Linked DNA regions of Mus musculus: regions 1, 2, 3 and 5 are each linked to region 4. A link is a contact called in public HiCAR-type and HiChIP or PLAC-seq data. All regions are on one chromosome and are shown on one strand. Each heading gives the region's core, a stretch centred on a gene start, on an enhancer-like site or on the middle of the called end of the contact. The rest is flanking DNA. Distances are from core to core; before and after follow the strand shown.

Region 1 (2,700 bases), core at 10-2,509, 650 kb before region 4:
CTAGCTCCTATCAGGCTTCTATGAAAGATGAGTACTCTTAAAAAAGATCTAGCCATCAATTTTTCTTAATTTCATATTTTATTTCTCAAATGCCAAATTAAGAAAATGCAAATTTTACTTGTATGTTGGCATTCTACTAGCACGTGTGAATACTAAGAAAGTGACCAAGAGTTGCACGTGTAGGGTCTTAGATATTTTCATATATATTTATTTTATGCACCTCTCCTTTAACATAACCTACATTCTCTTTGGCTATGATCAAGGAAGTCTTGGCAGCTAAGGCAAAGCAATTATACTCACGGTTGGCAGAGCTTCACCAGGTCTTGATCAGTGGTATTGGGGGGCAGGCCTCGGATGTAGAGGTTTGTCTTGCTCAGCTGATCCCATCCTGAGTTGCTACTGCTGCTACTGTTGTTATTACTGCTGGTGGTGCTGGGACTGGGTGGGGCCATGGGGTGTGCTGGGACCAGAGACTGCTGCAAAACAAAAACCAGGGAGTGTCAGAGCAAAAGTAAGGGATCAAGCACCACTCAGAGGCTATGTGAGCTACCAAATAGAATAAAGACAGCAAAATTAAACACAGATTATCCTCAGCTACTGTGATCTAAAATTTAACTTACAGGTGAAAAAATATCTATTCATCTTTAGACAAACAACTCAAAAAACTCTCAATATGAAATAAAAGAATTTTACTCATCAATATCTGAAATGTGGATGAATTTATGGATAATCAATTTATTCAGACATTTTAAGGAACACATCTCCTGAGGCTCAAAATTAACTTGCATGAGGTCACATGATACTGTTGTCATCTTAATATACACTAGTTTAGAAATCACCAGGCTTTTGAAAAGCCTTCAGATTCTGAAGACTATTTGATTGAAAGTAGCTGATTATTTAAAGTACTCTTTAAAAGGAGACTACTCTTAAAATGTCAGAAAGTTAGAGCTTCACCCAGAGCCTCTCACTTCTAAGCTAGATCTGTGGCTTCATGGAGACATCTGGATGAGATTCACTGCACGATGCTTCACTCTGGCTGACCTTGTGAAATTTAACCCCTGTGAGAAAGCTGTGGCAGTTGGAAACCTTCCCAAGAGGGCATCTTGTAAAGCCTGCAGCTAAGGGTTTCTCAGGCTTGGCTCTCCAGTCAGCAGCCACCTAGGAAGAGTGTCTGAAGTATGCACACCAGATACTGCTGCTCTGAGCGCGAGCTGGTGGAGGGAAACCACAGCTCTCTGACCCTAGGCCCCACACAAGACTTTTGAGGAAGTTAAAGGGCTCAGCCCAATGACAGTGAGGTGGACCCAAACTGTCCTCACAGCCAATGTGCCGCAGGAGCAGGAAGTAGTCTCCTTCATATTTTCTATAAATATGAAATATATTAAGTAGTAAATATATTAAGCCAAGAATAGCAGTTACACAACAGTTTGAACATACAAAAACCTAAATACTTGCCAGACATGCAACAAAGATTTCAAATATTGATGTCAGACATTTACTACTACAGACAAAAATGTATTCCATAAGGCATATGGAAGAAAAATTAAACTCCACAGCAGAAAATGTGAACAGTCAACATATACAACTCTCATGTATCTTGCCAGCAATTTCAGATGCCCACTGTAGACATCATGGTCTGTGCCTAGCTTCTGCCATGAACATGCTAATTCCACAACATCTTAACAAGCTGAGAACTCAGTAACTCTTTCTTCTGGTCCTTTACCTTCGTCCCTCTCCGTTCAGGGTCCCTGCTACGTTGTCACTCAAATACTACTTCATCTAAAGAGACTCTTTCAGAAGGAGAGTACTTGGAAAAACTGATCAAAGGATGAGGAAATTCTACTTCATAAGAGCTGAACTTGAGTTAGGAATATTGTTATTGCTTAATCTAAAACCCAAACTGCCCTGCCTGAGATTCTATCCTTCCAACCCATGCTTTATAGCTTTCAGGGGCAAGTAAATTCACATGCTGTGTCTATAATCTATGGACTATAGGCACTGGTTTCTAGGTATAAAACCACCTGGCCCTGTCTCCTGTTATGCCACAGATGTCACACAAAACTCTGTTCTTCTTTACTCAAGTCTCAGTATCTCCATGTATCCATTCTCTTTTCTTCTCATAGTTAAACTGAGATCTAGACAGGTACACTCATTAGCCCCCATCTACCAAGCCTCTGACTGTCAAAGAAATGGTAACCATAGACAGAAGTAGGTAAGACCACATGTTCTCTTAAATGTCATGTAATCAGTGCCCAAGATACCATCCCAGAGCACAAGGCAATTGGTATAGATAGAAGGATAGAATGGCAGGATAGAAGATGCTGGCTATTGAACAAAATCAGGAATGAAGAGCTAGGCTGTAGTCAGAGGTAGAACATTTGCCTAACAGGCAGAGTCTTAGGTAAAATAATTATATGTGACACCAGGGATGACATCAGGAGAAGTAGTAGAAAAGGGCTGCGGTTTGGGGCCTTCCCAGCTCCTAACCTATTTGCAAAACTACAGCAGGGACACCAACCACAGACTTTCTAAACACTGCATTTCAATCCAAGTTGGGTCCATGCTATCCCTGATCTTATCTGGTTCTGAGTTGGGGGCATTTTGGGTGTGGACTTGTTCTGATTAGAACATATGGGTTATCATTAATTTGGGGACTTAGAATTAAAAATAGATTTTAATTTATTTATATATTATTGATGG
Region 2 (2,700 bases), core at 160-2,659, 680 kb before region 4:
ACGGCAAACTCCTCCTGACCTTTGCAGATGAGCTACGCGCTGCCTCTGCATCGTGCGCACAGAAAGCAGCATTCTCAGCTCCACTGTGCTCCCTGCACGGCTCTGTCCTAGACTTGCACCCTTTGACCCTTTGTTTACGTCTGCACACACAGAGAGTCTCAACAGTCAGAAGAAAATCGTGGAGAAGTACCCACAGCCTGTGTTGATGAAGTGCTTCCTGTCTGAATAGAATTATTCTGAACACTGCCACTAACCTGGCTGTGGTTTCAATGTGAAATGCCCTCCTTGGGCTCTGTGTTTAAAGACTTGGACCCCAGCTGGTGGTGCTCTTACAGGAGGTTGAAGAACCTTCAGGGAGCAAAGGCCCTCTGGAGGAAGTGAGTCAGTAGGGTGACCTTTACATCCTGTAGTCTGGCCTACTTCATATCTACTCTCTGCTTCCTGGCCTGCTAGGCTGTCAGGGAGCAGCCTTCTGCTCCTGCCACTAGAGCTGAGAGCTGTTCTGCCATAACGCCATTCCTCCATGAGACTTGCATTCTCATAGCATGAGCCACAGCACTTGAAGGGAGTAAGCATCGCGTACCATGGTCTAGAGCCTTATCCTAGAGGAAGCCACAGATGAAGGCCTTGCAGGTACTGACCCGGGAGAGGAGACTGTAGGCAGGCCGTTTTCCATGGGAAGCAGTGGGGAATGTGTTGGCAGAGCTCTGAGGATGCGCTACGAGACTGCCTGGGTAAGGTTCTTTACAAACTGACTTAAGAGGGGTTACATGGTCACTGCAGGGCACCAGTGGTGACCAAAAAAGTAAGTGTAAGAAATTTCCCAAGAGCTAAATTTATTCTGTGATTCTGGCTTTTCATCCTTGAACGTTCACACCGGCCGGCCTCGGATTCTTTTCTAACATCACAAAAAAACTTTAACTCTACCTGAAAAACTATCCAAAAAGCCCTAGTTTTGTTTACCTTACTAATAGTTAAATAAAAAAAAAGTTAAAAAAAAATAAAAGCCTAAAACTATTCTGTGTTGGAGAGCAGGAGCTGGGCACTCTTGCTTTGCAAGTGGACCAAGAGTAATCAACAGGATTCATGTCAGTAACAACAAGGGTTATTTCTATAGATAACCAAGGGGAAAAGGAAGCTCAAAATAACTTTAAAAAAGCACACTTGATGGGATTTGTGTAATTCTTACCTTTAAATTAAAACAAAACAAAACAAAAAAACTCAGTAAAGTTCTGTAGAATAGTCTATGAACTGAGCAGACCATAAACAAAAGAATTCACATGTGAGAATCCAGGCAGCAGCCAGGAAGGCTTGACACTTCCCTGTCCCTGCAGGCCAGGCTGGGGTGGGTCAGCAATGGTGTCTCCACACACTTCCTGTCTCCACCCTGCTGAGGCAGCAGAGAGGCAGCTCCTTGGCTTCCTGCTTCCTTAGCTGCTTTGTTTAAACTTTATGCTTAAAAGACTGAGCCCAGCAAGACAGCTCAGTAGGTGAAGGAGGCTGGCCCTGCCTGCAGCCTGATGAAGAAGAGTATGATTCCTGGAACCCACAGAAGGGTGACAGGCAAGAATTGATCCCAAGAAGTTGTCTGCTGATGAGTCATGGTGTAAGTGTGTACACATTCCAACTCAATCACTCACACACACACACACACACACACACACACACACACACACACACACACACACAACTAGAGTGAAAGACAATTTAAATTAAAGTAAAATGTGTCTTAAATGTGAGAGAAGTATTTCATGGATCCTTAGAACCTGGAATGACTACTACTCAAAAGACATCCGAAATACTAGTGTTACAAGGAAATTTGAAAGCATGACACCATATGAATGGGGAATGACATCAATGAACACAGTAAGACTGTCACACAGGACAGCTATACAGACACTGTATGCACGCATATATATATATATATACGTATATATATATATATATATATATATATATACACACACACACACACACACACACACACACACACTAACAGTTATTTTCAAGTGTAAACTACTTGCCCTTTAAAGTTCAAGTGTGCCTTCTCTGGAGGGGACTGGCTACGAAACAATTCAGATGGAGGTGAAACTACTGTTTGTAGACCCAACCCCAGATACTGCTGGGTAATGGTGTAATTGAGAGTCAACTATGGTAGGTAGACTTTCGTTTTGAAAGTTGTGTCTGTGTGTATACATGTTTTTGTGTAGATATACATGTCTGTGTATACATGTTCGTGTGTGTGGATAAGTGTGCAGTGGAGGTTGGAGAACAACCTCGGTGTCACCTTCAGGAACATGTTCTTAGAGACAAGGTCACACACTGGCCTTGAACTCACCAATTAGGCTAGACTGGCTGACCACTGAGCTTCAGGGCTCCTCCTATACTTGTCTCTGAGGCAATGGCATTACAAGGGCATTGCTACATCCTTGCATCTTCACATATGTACTGGGGACCAAATTCAGGTCCTTAAGCTTGCAAGGCAAGCACTTGATTTCCCTAGCACCCCTGAGCCATCTCCACAGCCCCAAGGTGGGCTGGCTTTCTGCTCATTTGGATAATACAAATTACATATAATCTTCATTCTAATCATGATACCACAACTCTCTCCTATAAGGAATATGGCATTTGTCTTAGAACTGCAGTAGAATACAAAATACAGTCCTAGACAAAAATCAAGTATCTTCCTTACTACTTGGT
Region 3 (2,700 bases), core at 172-2,671, 780 kb before region 4:
ATCTAAACTCAGGTTAAAGTTTTGTTGTCAGCATACTGGTATAGAGAGGCGGTGGGGGCCTTAAAGAGAGGTGGTCAGGTCACAGGGCACTACTGTCTCGAAGGGATTAAAGTGGGTCCTAAGAATTCACCAGTCATCTTGGGTAGGCAGTTGCAAAGTCGGTGGTGATGCTGTCTGTGCCCTACCTTCCCCGCCTTGTGTCAGTTTAAGTGACATGTTTGGAACATCGTGAGAGCCTCACAAGAAGCTAAACAGATATCCACAGCATCTGTTTGGACTTCCAGAAGTAGGAGTCAAAATCAACTTCTTTCCTTTATAGATTGCTTGCCTCCAGCTATTCTGTTAGAGCAATGAGCCACAGGCTAGAGCCCCATATCTAATTCAGCCATTTGAAATTAATTTCTTATTTCTATTTATGCATATATGCCTGTGTTAATTTAAACACATGATGTGCATGCATATTCTGGACAGGCCAGAGGGGGGTCAAATCCCCTGGAAGTAGAGTTATAGGCACTTGTGAACCATCTCATGTGGGCACTAGGGACCTTGGGTTCTCTGGCAGAGCAGTAACTGTGTGCTATTAACTGCTGAGCCATCTCTTTAGCCCTCAGCCCTGTTAATATCTTACAAGAGATTTGCACCTTTTTTCTTAATGAATAACTTTCCTTAATTTGAGAAAAAGAAGGAAAGGGCCCCATAGGTCAAGGTACTTGCCTAGTTTCACACAGTCATTAAAAGGTAGGACCTAGACCTGGACCCAGCCCACAGATGCAGCTTTTTTCACAATATCCTTTGGTCAGAAGGCCCCTGTGATAGTTCCTTTTGGAGTCATAAGTAATTGTTCTCAGGAGGGGAAAAGGACACTACAGTGGGTACAATTACAATCCGTACACTGGATCGTTACTAAAATTGCCTCTCAGAATTAGAGGATGTTCAGAGGTCGGAGCTGAGACCCTGGGGTAAGCCTCCCTGACATACAAGTCTGAATTAGATGCCCAAATTTCTAATCCCAAGTCTATTTGAAGCTTTGCCCCACAGTTAAGTTAGGCAGAATGCCCTGGTTCTAAATAGCAAAATTGACCTTTCCTCCTAGACTTGAGCCCTGAACCCTGAAATTTCTTCCAGACTGCAGCTCCCCTTGAAGCAGTCAACGGATGCTCCTGCAGATGTCTGACTCCAGTCTTCCACAAAGGAATGGAGAAGAGCCAGCCGGGGATATGGATAGAATCCCTAGCATGACATACCAACATCACTACAGCTGGGCTGGTCACTGACTGACGCACCACTAACTTGCTTCCTGAAGTAAGCCATTTGTTGAGAAACCGAAGGAGACTTGTTTCTCCGTCCTCACTCTCAAAGACTAAGGCAGAGGCTGCGGGTGGCTACTGAGCATGCGCTTGACGGTGACTCCCACCGCCAGCCCGGAAAGCCTTTTCTTGTTCAGTTTCTGTGTCAGTGGCTTGTCTTTGATGAGTGTGTGTGACTGTTGCGTGTGGTGCCCTTCTGTTTCCTGCCCTTACAGATGGACTAAGGATGAGAAGGCGGGATGCAAGCCGCAAGCTCCAGCTGTCGCTGGTTAAAGTGCAGCGAGTAGGCTGTGAATTGGCCATTTGGCTCAGGCAAAATGAAGAAGGGGTTCCCCTTCCCTTTCAGAACCCGGAGCCAAGCTTCCAGTTCATCAGTCGGATATTTAACCCTCTCCACTTTGCCCAGAGTGCAGAGAGTGACAAGAAGAAAGACCTTTCAGGTTATTCAAGACTTTGCTTGGGAAATACATATTCATGCATCAAGAGTGAAAACCTCAAATGACTATGGGGTCTGGGTAGGCAATGTGAAGGAAGGAAGCTAGGAAGGAGGAAGTGAATGGACAGATGGATAGTGGATAAAGCTATTATTTAATAGCATCTCTAAGGTACTTTTTTCCCCCTACTCAGACTCATTCTCCACATATATTTCTCACATATGAATATCCTTTCCTTCAGTGGCTCAGAGCCTGCTAATGTGTCTCTAGCTTTCTCATTTTCAGTGGAGACTAGCATATTGTCCCCAGTTCTTCACAGTGGGTTCAGAGCCGGACAAATGGTAACCAACACCTGCTTCTAGTTCTAAAAGGTAGTTGAGGTAATCGAACATACCAGAAGGAATCAAGGGGGGACTGCATTCAATTGGAGGGCATGTGGCTAGGGGGAGGGAGCTCATGTGGACCACACTGCCTTGTTGCTGTGTAAGAATGGAGCCCAATAATGTCCTACATCTCCAATACTTTCTGCAACAGTATGTTTGCCTGTACCTCATAGGGCATGTCGAAGTTTCTCTTCCTTAGATATCTTTGGAGTCATCTTGTCTTTCCATTCCCGTAAGCTCTGGGAGGCTCATCGGTTACTACAGGAGTGTTTGTTATCTGTCTGTCCCCAGAAAGCCGGGCAGGGACTGGTTGGCCTTCATTAGGACAGACAGAGCCCTCTCTCCAGTGTCTGGTCAGACTTACATGAAGTGTCATGGTTTGTGGTGGTGGTTGTTGAAGGCAGGGGCCTCCTCAGACTTACACGTAGGCTTCAGAAAGACAGCCCTGAGATGGTCTCTGCAGTAGATTGAGAAATGGCCCCCAACCCATGCCTTTGTACACAGCAGCCTCTTTGGACTCTTCCTATCTCTACTCCTTAGTTCTGCTTTGGACCATGTGACAAAGGGATTCTAGCA
Region 4 (2,700 bases), core at 179-2,678:
TTTTTAATAGCACAGTTGTATATAATGCCTGTAATCCCAGCACTGGAGAGTCAAGGCCAGATTGGTTACAAAGTAACACTCTTTCAAAAAAAATAATTAAATGTAATAAAAGAGGGAGGAGCCGCATGAGAAGAGGAGAGAGTTCACAGAACTAGCACTTATATTCTGTTTTTGCAGAGGTATATTTGGCTGTTGTGTGAGACATTCTGAGAAAAAAAAAAGAGAGAGAGAGAAGAGAAAAAAAGAAAAAAAAATCGAGGGAAGAGCAGAGACTAGTTTGTTGAAGTGTCTTCTCCACATGTGGTTTTACAGAATCCACATGACATGCAGCTCACTCTCTGAGTATAACTCAGCCCTATAGTGTAAGGACTCAAAATTGGGCTTGTGAGATGGCTCCGCATGTAAAGGCAACTGCGCCAAACTTGACAGCCCCTTTCTGATTCCCAGGACTCACAAGGTGTTAGGAGAGAATTGGTTAAAAATATGTTTGTTCTCTGACTTCCACAGGCATGCCAGGGCATGCGAGCATGCACAAAATTAGCTAATTAATTAATTAACTAATTTAAAAAAAAACACTCAAAATAGCCCGAAGCATAAATGAGATTCCTGTGTTATCAATCACCTGAAAATGTTCATTATAATAGTGAAATGGGAAAATATAGTTGGCGGTTCCCACGGACGTGAACTGTGTCTCTTACCAAAATTCCACTCAAGTCCCTAAATTTCCTAATTCTGTTCTTTTGATCTGGAGAAGGGTTGGTATTTGTTGTTGTTGTTGTTATTTTCTGGCTATTTTCTTCTTGAAAAAATCATAACATGATGAGACACATGGTCACCGAGGGTGTTCATCTGGCTCAGGCACTGTGTTGTTGACAAATGGCCTCTTTCAGCATGAGACAGGGCAGCTTGCTCTGACGGCCTGGACAAAGCATTCGCGTCGTGCCTATCCACAAGAATAAGCTAGAACCCACTTTCAGCACACACAGAACAATGTGTTTCTGTTTCTCTAATTGAGCAAATATATTTTATTTTATTTTTGAGACAGAGGCTTGCCTAGGCTTCTCTTGAAACTGCTACATAGTTGAATGACCTTGAATTCCTAATCCTTCTGCCTCCTCTTGCAAGCGCTATGACATCGCGTGTGGTTGTTACAGAGCCAATTTCTCTACGAACACTTTGGATTCTCATTCAGCAACTGAGCAGTTGTGGTGTTTCTTTACCATCTGAGAATTATAAAGGCCAGCCTCAGATTCCATTTGTCCTGCATGGATTTTCCAGTACTATCACTCAAGCTAAGGAGCAGTTTGTCCCAACAAAAGACAAGCCTCCTGTTAGCCAACCGCTGCCAGATGTTGAGGTGAAGGCGCTAACAGCTGTGCTGACACCAAAGCAAAGTGGTTGGTTTCCTGCCTAATGTAGGGACTGTGCAAGCCCTTTGCAAAGGGGCACCTTGCCAGCCTGCGTGGTATCTTCAGCGAGGCAGACAGGGTTCAAACAGGAATATGCTATTCGACATGCAAATGAAGCCTCATTCTGACATTTTCAAACATAGAAGAGATGCACCTCTAATCCCCCTCTTAGTCATTTTTGATGTTTTGGTTTTCTCTGGCTACCACATTTGCAATCGAGCCAGCAAAGATGGGCTGAGTGATGCTGTGGTCTCCCTTCATCCTGGCTGGCCTGTTCTCAGCCTGACTGCAAAATGCCAAGCAGCAAAGTGCTGGTTTTTCTCCGAGGTAAACAATGACTGACGCATAATCATTGCCCTCTCTTTACACATACAGTGTTCATTGCTGACCTAGGAGAACACCTCCAAAATGCCGGCAGCCTTAGTCTGAAAACCAGTCGAAATCCTCACATTTCCAGGAGACATGCCCCCTCTTGTGGTGGCTTCTCAGTACTGCAGGTCTAGTTTCCTCTGGAATAGAAGGAAGGTAGCCAACAGCTTCCTGCACTTAGACCAGTAAAAATCTTCTTGGCCTTTGAACGCCAGACAAGAATTGAAATCTTGCATTTCTGAGTGCTTATTCAAAGAAATTCTAAACATAAAAAAATGAATCAACATGTAGATAAACATGTTGAAGTCCTAAGTGGCAAGGTACCTTGCTAGTCTCTGAACATAACCTTCTTCCGGTTCATAATATGAGATATTAAATCGTGTGTGATTAAGTGTAATGAATTATATTAAGCAATAATTTTTCATGAAAGTCAACTTATCCTTCTAGAAGATTAAAAATAAAATTTTATGTTTAAGTTTTCAATTTTAAAATCATTCATATCCATTTAGAATAGACATTGCAACTTCCTATTAGAGATTTCTAGAAATCATGAAGAAAAAGAGGACCAGCTTGGTGTTGCAAAGGATATAATCAGTCAACTCTCGGTTTAAAAAAATAATAAGTAGTGATCGTCTCCCAGACAAACCATCCAAGGAGAAAGAATGGACTGTTGCGTGTATTGTACCATTTTATAGCTACAGTGGTTGAAAGAATAACATGTCTTTATACAAGCTTTTACTATAAAGAAACTTTTTAAAGATACCCCCCCCCCAAAGTTAATACATTTATCAGTGTGATGCACAGAATCCGGCAAGGCAAAAATATTTTTTAAGGTTTATTGATTTTTATTTTATGTGTACAAATGTTTTGCCTACATGATATCTGTGCACCACGATCCTGTCTGCTACTCAAGGGGGCCAGA
Region 5 (2,700 bases), core at 148-2,647, 720 kb before region 4:
ATATAAAAACATAGGCTGGCAGGATGATGGGTAACAGAGCTAAGTAATCAAACATGACTTTTTTCCTTTTTTAGAGACAGGGCCTAAAACTTACTGTGTAGGCTTGAGTGGTCTTGAACTCACAGAGATCCACCTGCTTCTACCTCCAAGGCATGCACCACCATGCCCATTTGGACCTCCGCCCTTTAGCCTTCTAGAAGCTAGTATACATGAGTTACAGCTAAGAAGACTACACTGTTCCTTTTATTTCTAAAACTTATCTTTGGGGGCTTTACCACATTTCTTTTCGTTTTCCTTTTTAATGGTTGTGACTTGGATGCTAACAGGTTCCGTCAATGACCCAACACCAGCAGATCCTTTGAGGACTCTAGCACACCAGGGCAAAAGCTGTATTGGGATGTGAGCCTGGCTAAAGTGCCTTTCTTTTCTGAACTTGGCTCCAGTGTCATAGGCAAACTGCCAACTGTGCAAGAATCCAAGTACTCTGACAGGAACCATACTGGGTAATTCTGCTTATGCTAGCTAAACAAGGCATCGTCAAATAGGCCATCCTCTGGCTGTGTCTATAAGATGTTATGTCTACCTAGCAAGGAGCCCATGGTAGTTAACCATTCAGGAAGGCACACTCGATGTAACCTGCTCACCCCCATCATTTTATTTTCTACCCAATCTGATCGATAATCTCAAGCTCTCCCCAGATGAAGCGAGATCTATCCCTGAGACACTGGCTAGCATTCAAAGCTCCTCTCACTATGGGTACGGAAGTACCAAGTTCAGAGAAGCAGAAAACTTTCAGATTCCTCATGGGTTCCAACATGTGCTGGGGACTTGTTTGGGGGAAAGGCTGAGTTTACTACAAGAGTGTGCTTCCAAATCCCACACTGAGCCCGGAGGCAATTCAACCTCATTCATACGTCACAGGCCTCCGAGCAGCTCTGAGTACTGAGATGAGCATTCAGGTCAAAAGCTCAGAGACAGCACTCAGTGAGCCCTGCAGGGACAGGGTGGCATACAAAAGTCACAAGCCAATGCTCCTGCCCCCACACAACTTGCAACCTAGTCCCGAACCCAGATCAGTGCACAGAAATGAGAGAAATTAGAATTGAAAGAATTTAGAAATGAAGTGGCATTAAGGACTGGATGGGAACACAGCCTCAGCTGCCGGATAAGGCCTCTGCAGCCAGGCCTGCAATATAGATGGGACTCATGTCTCTTGTACTCATTTGTCCCCTGGTACAACATGGAAGAAACTCTTCTCTAGCAGCTGCAGGGCTGCCCAGGCTCTTACAATCATCCACACGTGGTTTGGAAACCAGGGGTTTTTCTTGAATGGGTGTGGCCAGCAGTCTGTAAACCCACCTCAAAGGAAACAGTTTAAGGACCCAACCACAAAGTCCTTCAAAGAACAAAGGAAACTGTTCAGTCGGTCTGTGATAAGTCTGATAAGTCTGAGGTCTCCTTCACAGAGGAGCTGGGAGATTTTATCTGGGGCTATAACAATGGTGCTGGGTCCTTTCCCTTTTTCAACCAGTCTTGCTGCTGCATGAAGAACGAACCAAAGGAGGTCACAAGCTGTGTGTGGCTGGTGTCCTGAGCATGCAGAGAGGGGACTCAAACTGGCACTGAGCTAAACTCACAGGGCAGGCGTCTACTAGTTTGAGGTTAAAACGTTTTCCTTTCATCTAAGTGTTGTTGATGGAAAAACAAACAAACTAACTAACTAACTAGCTAACTAGCTAACTAGCTAACTATAACTAAGTCAGGGAGTTAAAGGAAGCTCTTCCGCCAGGCTGAGTTTTTCTGAAGGCACTGTGCATGCAGGTCTTAGATTTTAAGTTCCAAGTGTGTACCTATGTGCAGTTCACCTTTAGTAGCAGCTGTAAAAGTGATGTGCTGTCAGGATTTAATGTTACAAGACCAAGTGTGGCCCATGGTTCTATACAGACATACACATGAGTTCCTTTATGAAAAAAAATGGAACTGGGTACAGAAAAGTAAAATGATTTTCTAATCATCTTCATCAGTCATACTATTGACGATGGAACCCGGGAGCTCTGGGAGAATAAATACCCAACGCCATTACCCATGAAAACCTCAGAGCAGCCACCTAAGCCCGGGACTCCAGGATGGAGCCAATCTAACATCAACATACTTCAGTGCTTTCCGGCTGTGTTCTATGTGACAAGCTAGGGTAGGTGTATGCCATTCAGAGGTGGGGCCTGACCAGTCTTTTATGTTCCTCAGGTTCAATCCACAGGATCTACTTACTACTGCAATACCTTTTTTTTTTAATTTTAATTTTATTTTACTTTATTGCATATGAAAGGTGCTGGAGAGACTGTGGGGGTGAAGATGCGTTTGGCCAATGGCATACTCTCTTCTTCTGGGTTCCTGCATGTTTGTTTATTACAGGGGCCATCATGGTTCCGGGTGAGCTCCAGGACCTGACTGTTCCCCACAGGAGCGTTTGAGTTAATTCTTGTTGATGCAGCTGAGTTACTGAAGATACTAGTGAGCAGAGGGCTGGAGGACACCATGAAAGGACCCATCTCCAGACTTCTACACAAGCATGAGTAGATCTGCAGGGTATGGGCATGCAGAGGCAGACAATGATGCTGTAAGGAGTCAGACTTGGTGGCTGGCACAGGCTTGCCAACTCCAGACCCAGTAGCAGAAAGCGGGTCTTAGGCCTGCCGAGCA

What was found. HiCAR-type assays count read pairs that join an accessible place to other places. HiChIP or PLAC-seq counts read pairs in DNA pulled down with a chosen protein or histone mark.
Region 1: a contact with region 4 is called in an H3K4me3 HiChIP or PLAC-seq map of the SCID.adh cell line, with 7 times the contacts expected there. The contact joins two enhancer-like sites.
Region 2: a HiCAR-type map of Th17 cells shows a contact between it and region 4, with 7 times the contacts expected there. The contact joins two enhancer-like sites. A contact is called at or near these places in 2 of 39 promoter capture datasets (the HPC-7 cell line and cranial neural crest), 1 of 484 Hi-C or Micro-C datasets (bone marrow-derived macrophages), 4 of 115 datasets of contacts at active chromatin or transcription factors (Th17 cells, embryonic basal ganglia, embryonic stem cells and 1 more) and 1 of 9 other capture datasets (embryonic stem cells).
Region 3: a HiCAR-type map of Th17 cells shows a contact between it and region 4, with 7 times the contacts expected there. The contact joins two enhancer-like sites. A contact is called at or near these places in 9 of 39 promoter capture datasets (the C10 cell line, Sertoli cells, cranial neural crest and 5 more), 2 of 15 datasets of contacts at CTCF or cohesin (the NIH/3T3 cell line and large pre-B cells), 6 of 484 Hi-C or Micro-C datasets (bone marrow-derived macrophages, cerebral cortex, embryonic stem cells and 2 more), 6 of 115 datasets of contacts at active chromatin or transcription factors (Th17 cells, bone marrow-derived macrophages, differentiating embryonic stem cells and 3 more) and 2 of 9 other capture datasets (adipose tissue and macrophages).
Region 5: a contact with region 4 is called in an H3K27ac HiChIP or PLAC-seq map of regulatory T cell precursor, with 20 times the contacts expected there. The contact joins two enhancer-like sites. A contact is called at or near these places in 1 of 39 promoter capture datasets (hippocampal neurons), 1 of 484 Hi-C or Micro-C datasets (bone marrow-derived macrophages) and 3 of 115 datasets of contacts at active chromatin or transcription factors (Th17 cells, embryonic basal ganglia and regulatory T cell precursor).

The regions. Positions count from the first base shown.
Region 1 is chr2:60,841,997-60,844,696 of GRCm38.p6, forward strand. Rbms1 (RNA binding motif, single stranded interacting protein 1) reads right to left here. Exons shown (of 14, transcript NM_001141931.1): 2 at 301-476. Among named protein-coding and RNA genes, the nearest start is that of Rbms1, 38 kb to the right of the region's middle. Within about 2 kb of position 1,260, at least 74 of the 459 cell types and tissues checked have an H3K27ac peak or open chromatin away from gene starts, as enhancers often do. A contact at or near this core is called in the SCID.adh cell line, where this site is marked.
Region 2 is chr2:60,809,417-60,812,116 of GRCm38.p6, forward strand. All of the region lies in intron 2 of Rbms1 (RNA binding motif, single stranded interacting protein 1), which reads right to left. Among named protein-coding and RNA genes, the nearest start is that of Rbms1, 71 kb to the right of the region's middle. Within about 2 kb of position 1,410, at least 192 of the 459 cell types and tissues checked have an H3K27ac peak or open chromatin away from gene starts, as enhancers often do. A contact at or near this core is called in Th17 cells and regulatory T cell precursor, where this site is marked.
Region 3 is chr2:60,716,105-60,718,804 of GRCm38.p6, forward strand. It overlaps Gm33436 (a long non-coding RNA gene), which reads left to right. Exons shown (of 3, transcript XR_374559.3): 3 at 1,126-1,595. It also overlaps a transcript of Itgb6 not described here. Among named protein-coding and RNA genes, the nearest start is that of Gm33436, 25 kb to the left of the region's middle. Within about 2 kb of position 1,422, at least 44 of the 459 cell types and tissues checked have an H3K27ac peak or open chromatin away from gene starts, as enhancers often do. A contact at or near this core is called in Th17 cells, where this site is marked.
Region 4 is chr2:61,492,688-61,495,387 of GRCm38.p6, forward strand. No RefSeq gene overlaps it. Among named protein-coding and RNA genes, the nearest start is that of Gm33841, 39 kb to the right of the region's middle. Within about 2 kb of position 1,429, at least 44 of the 459 cell types and tissues checked have an H3K27ac peak or open chromatin away from gene starts, as enhancers often do. A contact at or near this core is called in the SCID.adh cell line, Th17 cells and regulatory T cell precursor, where this site is marked.
Region 5 is chr2:60,773,309-60,776,008 of GRCm38.p6, forward strand. The region is part of intron 6 of Rbms1 (RNA binding motif, single stranded interacting protein 1); the gene reads right to left. Among named protein-coding and RNA genes, the nearest start is that of Gm33436, 82 kb to the left of the region's middle. Within about 2 kb of position 1,398, at least 53 of the 459 cell types and tissues checked have an H3K27ac peak or open chromatin away from gene starts, as enhancers often do. A contact at or near this core is called in regulatory T cell precursor, where this site is marked.